2 separate regions of the Mus musculus genome follow, and region 2 is linked to region 1. A link is a contact called in public HiChIP or PLAC-seq data. All regions are on one chromosome and are shown on one strand. The core of a region is the stretch at or near the end of the contact, and the rest is flanking DNA. Distances in the headings are between cores, read along the strand shown. Region 1 has its middle 19 kb from the start of Gm40763. Region 2 has its middle 67 kb from the start of Gm20758.

Region 1 (3,764 bases), core at 319-2,818:
TTTGCCTCCTGAGCCAACTCACCAGCACAGCTCATGGTCCTTGACATAGAGGGGATTTGCTGTGTCCGTGGAAATGAGCCATCGTCCCCGCTGCGTTGCAGTGCTGAGCAAATGAATCTAAAACTCAGGCTCCTTTCCCTCCAGCATGGGATGGAACTATTTCAGGATGGGTGAGAATATTCATGACTCCTCAAAAGGATGGACATTAGGACGTAAGGTTATTTACAATTATGAAAATAAATATTGTACAATTCTAAAAGTTAAGAGAATAGCTCTGGGGGCTGGTGAGATGGCTCAGGGGGTAAGAGCACCCGACTGCTCTTCCAAAGGTCCAAAGTTCAAATCCCAGCAACCACATGGTGGCTCACAACCACCTGTAACAGAGATCTGATGCCCTCTTCTGGTGCGTCTGAAGACAGCTACAGTGTACTTACATATAATAAATAAAAAAAAAAAAAAAAAAAAAAAAAAAAAGAGAATAGCTCTGTGTTGATATTGCCTTGGTTCTTAAGGGCAGGATTTGTGGAGCAGTGGGTAGGGAAGGCCATGGTGGGTCTAGCAGCCTGCACAACTGGGCTGGAAGGCTGCCTTTACTAGCACTTGTGACCTTGGGGTGTTAATTAATATCTCCTAGTCTGTCTCCTCACTTCAAAAATACTAGTGATAATACTGCTATCTCATGGGATTCTTCTAAGTCTAGAGATAAAGACGACCTTGTTAGAGCACAGTGCCAGCCATTAATTTACTTACTTACTTGAGATGGGGTCTTACCATGTAGCCAAAATTGGCCTCCACCTCTGTTTATAGCTCTTGATTGCCTTTGAACTCATAAGCCTTTTACCCCTGTGTCCCGAGTGCCAGGGTTACAGGCATGTACCTTCCTGCCAGACTGGTATTTATATTCTCTTCTGAGAAAATCCAGCCCAATTCTACAAGAACCTTAATTTCGTCTGCCGTTTCTCAAAAATCATTCCTTAATTTCCCCGGGGTGTCACAGACATGAGCTCCTTGGCTGGGTCATATGAAAACACTTCCCTGAATACGGAGAGATGCGGTCGCTCCAGCAACAGGAGTCCCGGTGGCACAGGTACCCTGCAATTATTTAAGCTAGCTACTCATATCCTCCCCGCAGAGTCTTTCTACAGAGAGCATGTGAGTCACAGAGGGAATACGGCCGTCATACTGAAGTACCGAACCATGACCTATGGCTTGCCAGTCACAAGAATGGGTCTCTGTTTGTGTTCAGTGCAAGTTTTTACCTGCTTTATTGTTCTTCTGACTTCGGGCTTGTCTTTAGTTCTTTCGACTGGAAAAGGGGGAAAAAAATCTCTGACAAGAGGAGTTCTTAAGCTGCCGTTCCAGTTGACGTGAAGCTAATTCTAACTCAGACTGTTTTGCTCCGACTGCCTCAGGGTGAGGCAAGACCCTGGCATTTCTACCTCTGTGCTTCAGTCACTTGCAAGTCTTCCTTAGGTTATGGTTCTTCCTCTCCCTTTACCGTGGGCACAGTGCCCAGGTGCAGAAACTCTCAGCAGGGAATAAGAAGGACTAAGCTAATTACCAGCTATTTCCTCTTTCCAGAGCATTGTATTACTACGGTCCCCAACCTGCTTTTACAGATGCCTACAGCACACTATGCGTGTGTTTGGGTAGATAGGAACGCTTTTGGGTCTGCTGATCATTGCAGGCTTATTGGGAGGTGTAGTTCAGATCACACATCGGCACCCACTGGCTTAGCTGGCACAGCTCAGGGACGTCTTGGATCTCTGTTTGTAAATTCCGAAGACTGTTTGTTGCAGGTTAGAGGACACCGGTTGCCAGTCCAGACACTTGATGCTTGTGATGCTTGGGTACAGAGAGCATTTCCTTCCCCAGCCTCACCTTCTCATCATTAACAAAGTGAACACTGGCCCTGGGTTATTAGCGAGGTTAGAGGGAAGTATAGGACTGTGGGGACAGTCGTGACAATTGTAGCAACATTTAATTAGAAGCAATAAGAAGCTGCCCAGTGATATTTCTTGCTTTTGGGTTTAGTTTATGTCCATGGCTCAGGACACTCATCTAAGTGCTAATAACATAAGAGAGCTCTTATCTCTGCTTCAGAAGCAGAGCACACACACATACACACACACACACACACACACACACACACACTCATACACACTCATACACACATAAACACACACACATATACATACTCACACACTCACACACACTCATACATACACACACTTACACACACACACACACACACTCATACACACATAAACACACACACATATACATACTCACACACTCACACACACTCATACACACACACACTTACACTCACACACACACACACACACACAAATGTATACACAGCCGTCAAATGCTTCTAGACAGCTGGGGTAAAGTGAGTGTGACAGGCACAGCCACAGGCCTGCTGGTCTCACTTGTGCCTTGGAGATACATGCAAAGAGTGACAAGCCCTAGACAAGATCTCAGTTCTCTCCCAGGCGAGCAGCCACCTGAGCTGCCCTGGCAGGAACTTCCCTGTTGTCTCCTTGTACAAAGGGGCCAGTTACTCAAATCATGCAGACATATCTGCCCTAGGTTTTTAATTAACTTTGCAATGTGAGTGTTGGGGATGGGAGTGGGTAGGGGGAGATGGGAAAGGTAGGTCAGCTGATGTAAGCACTCCTCCCCTTCATCCTTGGATCCAGGGAAACTAAAGGAAGAGAAAAGGAAAAGACCAGGAAGCGTCCATAACAGAAGTTGGCCTTTTCCAGAGCTCGCTTCCCCGTGCATGGAGGAGACAGTCCCAATGTCATTAACTGGAAGAAGCAAAGGAGTTACACTTTTCATCATTGCTGAGCACATCAAATGCATGGGGCCTCAGTTTCTTGCTTACAGGGTAGATCCCAAGGTCAGCAAGGGATTTTGGAAAACAAGAGAGAGAGAGAAAGAAAAGAATACTTCATGTGGTATCAGAGACATGTCTATGGCTAGGCAAGCTTGATGTCCTTGAAGTAAGATGACCTGAAAGGTTGGGAATGTCCCTGTGGCATAGACCAGGATACACCCCTATTTGTTCAACATCCCCAAGACTTCACATTGTTACTGCGGCATATCATGACTTGTCCTGACTGATACAAGCAGGAAGGAAAGGATTCATTGCTTAACACTCATGCTGTCACAAGGTGTGTTCTTACACAGAAAGAGAAAGAATGAAGAAGCAACCTATCTGGGGTAAGAAGAAACATAGAAACACAAGAAAACATCTCTTGTTTGCATTAAGCCAGCAAATAAAGTCTCTTAAATCCTAAGTTACACCTATGTTTGGGGATGAACAGTTTTTGAGGACAGGGACATCAATGGCTGTTGTGTTGGTCTGCTGGAAACACCACAGCACCAGAGTCTGTGTGGCTTAAACAATAGAAACTCTATTTAAAAAAATAGAAACTTTTTCTTGAATTTGGATGCTGCAAATCCAAGATACCAGTGTCAGCTGGGTTGGTTTCCTCTGAGGCCCTTTGCCTTAGTATACAGTGTAAGATCCAAAGTTAACCCACTGAAGGACCAGGTAACTTCTAGAATGCTGGGGGTTGTAGTTCTTGGAAAATATCAAATCCTCATGGGAAAATATGGCAGACTATTGGTTTGCCTTTATAAATCCCTGTAAAATGTGTCTCAGGGCTACTCAGCTAGAAATTCCAGGGAGTAGTCTTGACCAACACCCATCCTGGTCAATATTTAATTAAAGTTTGTTTCAGATGGGTCCA
Region 2 (3,764 bases), core at 329-2,828, 150 kb after region 1:
CAGAAAAACTTCTGCCTTGTCCCAGTTTGGAATATAAGATTAGTATGTAAGTCTACATTGTTTCAACTAGAGAGATTTGGGGGAGGAGACAGCCTGGTGAGGGACAAAACTCAAGGACTGCACATGCAGGATTGGTGAATAAAGTTGTTATATGCAGATGATAGCCAGGATCATTTTCTTAAAGGACTCCACTCGAGGAAGAAAAACTTTTAATTGCGGTGGCAGAAACATTCACACAAAGTAGAAACTGGCTTTAATAACATCAGTAGAGACAATATCGTAGAAAGTCAAAATGAGTGCATATAAAATTTCAGCAGCAATTTGATGGAATAGTCCCCAGATGGTTAGCTCAGGCTAACATCTAATGGGCATATGAGCCTCTCATCTCTGGGGGACTTTGGAGGGTACCTGTAGAAATATCATATTGTACATTAGCTAACTGATTTTTTCCACTTTCATATTGTAGAAAGATTGTCTTACATGCGCTTCAGTTTCACAGCAAGCCTGACTGAGAACACCTGAACAGGGAAGGGAACATTTGTGCAAGATATGGAACCCCCTTTGAGGCCAACCTCAGCTACATAGAAAGTGTAAGACTAATAATATAAATTACATCTCAATGTGAACTGAAGCTGAGTTTTGCCTCTTTCTGCTGCTGCTATGGATTGATCCAACTGATTCAGGTTTCACTTTTTATTATAATTTTACATTTAAAAATAGGATTAACATTGTTATACTATTTCTTTTACATAATTATATATTTAATATAATTTGATATAGTAATGACATAATGATGTTATTATATCCTTGATGCTTAAACTTCAAGATGGCTATACTGTCTCTACATTCAGGGCTTTTCTGCAACTAAAATGTATGGTCATGCAAAGCCAACACTCAGTTAGCGTCTTTTGGTTTTATTTTTTTTTCTTTGCTTTCTTCATTTTTTTTTTCTAATCAGCTCTGCTCTGTCTGGTTCTTAGCAAAGCTTTTGAAAAGCAAAATTGTCATAGTGCTGTGATAAGCTGGGATGTTTAAAACCTTCAGTCTTATCAAGAAAGTACAGTACAGCATTGAGAACGCTGTTTACCAAATAGTCATAGGTCAGTAGGATGCCTGACTTACGCTTGTCTCAAGCTGGCACTCAGATACTCTGGTTCTGGGATGATGCAAATATTCATGAAATACTCATGAGGGTAGAACAGTGTGGCATCAACAAAAGAATCTGGTCTCAGGTCTCAAATTTCATTCTCATGAGTGATGACATCATTGGATGTCATGACCTCTTTTACAGAGGACCGGTCCATAAGCGCTGGGTCAGTCTAACTCATCGTTCTGGGTTTCACCTGGTCAACTAATGACCTGGCTGTCTGAGAAATCCAAAGGATGTTAGAGTTCATATATCCCATATAGTATGTGCTCTATTGGGGAAAAAAATGGATTGAGAACTGTTTCTTCCTGGAAATTCTGGGTGTGTTGGTACCTATGGTGAGAAGGCTTCACGAGCTTCCAATAAGAAAAGAAAGAGCTTTGAAGTAAGTCTAACTTACAGTAGTCGCTAGCCAGCTTCACCAGGAAGTCAGTTGCTTCCAGCAATGTGACCTTTTCCCAGAGACAAACACATTCCTCTTGCCAGGGCACACAGCTTCCTGCCTGTCAGTTTTGGTCACACTTTTAACGAATGGAACCTTTCACATCCTACACATGCCCACCCCAATCAAAACTTCTGAACGTGGGAAGGTCCCCAGGCCTTGGTTAGTGTCACATTGCTTTCTAGAGAAGCAAACCTCCAGAAAAATCTGAGTCCTTTTGCAAAATATATGCAACTTCCTTCACCATGCCACTAGAGAACAACCAACACTTACAGAGAAACAACTCGGTTAAGTCTCTTGCTGCTGAAGAAGAGGAAGGAGGAGGAGGAGGAGGAGGAAGATTCCCCCAGAAGAGCCACTGTAGTTTGCCTCCTTTTTCGTGTTTGTTGTTGTTGCTTTTGATGTTGTTAGTGGTGGTGGTGGGTTTTTCTTTTTTTTTTTGGTTTTTGAGGGTTTTTTTGTTTTTTTTTTTGTTTGTTTTTTGCTATGATCTTTATTAACTTAAAAAACCGAGTATGGTTTATAAAGTTATTTTGTGTGTGTGTGTGTTTACATGGAAATTGAGCACGAGCTGATTGGAAATAACAGGCAAATCCAGCCTCTTGCAGCCAGCCCGCTGCTTCCCAGTAGAAAGTACACTGAGCAGTGCATGGCCCACCATGCCGTGTTAGTACCCAGTGTGTTATTAATGGAAAAGATTTTCATTAAACATTCTGGAAATAATTATTTTTTGTTTTATGAAAGGCTCATTTCACGAGCTATATATACACACTCTCTTTCAGACTTTTTGAAACTCGATTTCTGTCTTCTTCCCAGTATCCCATGTGAATCAGTGTATCTCGGAGTTTAGGAATATACTATTGACGATGTGGTATTTCACAGACTGTCGAGGAAGAGAGTGAAATAGATATTAACCCTCATCTCTGGCTAGAGAATGAGGAATCAGTCATGCAGAGAAGCAAAGGAAGTGTATGTTTTCATGCCCCTTTAGCCTTGTAATCTATGTTTTGAAAGTGGTGGAGCCGGGCGTGGTGGCGCACACCTTTAATCCCAGCACTTGGGAGGCAGAGGCAGGCGGATTTCTGAGTTCGAGGCCAGCCTGGTCTACAGAGTGAGTTCCAGGACAGCCAGGGCTATACAGAGAAACCCTGTCTCAAAAAACCAAAAAAAAAAAAAAAAAAAAAAGAAAAGAGAAAGAAAGAAAGAAAGAAAGAAAGAAAGAAAGAAAGAAAGAAAGAAAGAAAGAAAGAAAGAAAGAAAGAAAGGAAGGAAGGAAGGAAGGAAGGAAGGAAGGAAGGAAGGAAGAAAGGAAGAAAGAAAGGAAGGAAGAAAAGAAAGTGGTAGAGATGGGCAGAAAATGTTCCAGATCTCAGAGACACTTTCAGGTGTCCCCCCTCACTGTAGCGTTAGCTATTGTCTTGTTCCATGTGGCTTTTCTTGTGTTGACAAGCATAACTTATATTATTGATCTGTTCAGAATTTTTAACATGATTGCTGTTGGATTGTTAGAGGTAGTCATATGTTTTTATATATTATATTTGATGAGTGTATCATGTTTATTGATTTGCGTGTGTTTAACCCACCTTATATCCTTGGGAAGAGTTACTACTGATCATGGTGGAGATCTTTAAAGCTGGATTCAGTTTGCTAGCAGCACAAGAATGTCTTAAGATGCTCTAGGCACAAAGCACCAAGGAGTAATCCCTGTCTGCTAGGAGCTAGAATGTGAGCAGAGCCAGCCTGGGTCTGACCTCAAGCGGCAGGGATTGCCCGTGAGATCGACTTGGCTTTGTGCTCATTGACTCTCTTATTTATCCAGGAGCCTTTGATGCAGCCATTGGCATTTTATCATTGATCTGTTCAGAATTTTTATTGAGAATGATGCTAGATTGTTACCAGTGCCTTTTCTGAACCTATTAAGATAGTCATGTATTTTTATACTTCATCATATTTGATAAGTGCACCACATTTATTGATTTGCATGTGTTTAACCAGCCATTGAAACAGGGTAGAGAAGATGACAAGCACTAACGCATTCCTGTGAAGATCATATTGAGCATACTTCGGGTTTTCTTAGACCTGATAAATTGATACTATGATGAAGACACATATTAGAGCAGTGACCCTGATATGGACTGGCAAAGCTGACTCTTAGTGTTTAATACCTGGTATTCA

The links. HiChIP or PLAC-seq counts read pairs in DNA pulled down with a chosen protein or histone mark.
Region 2: a RAD21 HiChIP or PLAC-seq map of pro-B cells shows a contact between it and region 1, with 2.5 times the contacts expected there. The contact joins two enhancer-like sites. A contact is called at or near these places in 1 of 15 datasets of contacts at CTCF or cohesin (pro-B cells), 2 of 484 Hi-C or Micro-C datasets (muscle stem cells and nephron progenitors) and 3 of 115 datasets of contacts at active chromatin or transcription factors (embryonic stem cells, fibro-adipogenic progenitors and pancreatic cancer cells).

Annotation. Positions count from the first base shown.
Region 1 is chr10:111,653,458-111,657,221 of GRCm38.p6, forward strand. No RefSeq gene overlaps it. Among named protein-coding and RNA genes, the nearest start is that of Gm40763, 19 kb to the left of the region's middle. Within about 2 kb of position 1,569, at least 29 of the 459 cell types and tissues checked have an H3K27ac peak or open chromatin away from gene starts, as enhancers often do. A contact at or near this core is called in pro-B cells, where this site is marked.
Region 2 is chr10:111,805,428-111,809,191 of GRCm38.p6, forward strand. It overlaps the pseudogene Gm19005. Among named protein-coding and RNA genes, the nearest start is that of Gm20758, 67 kb to the right of the region's middle. Within about 2 kb of position 1,579, at least 10 of the 459 cell types and tissues checked have an H3K27ac peak or open chromatin away from gene starts, as enhancers often do. A contact at or near this core is called in pro-B cells, where this site is marked.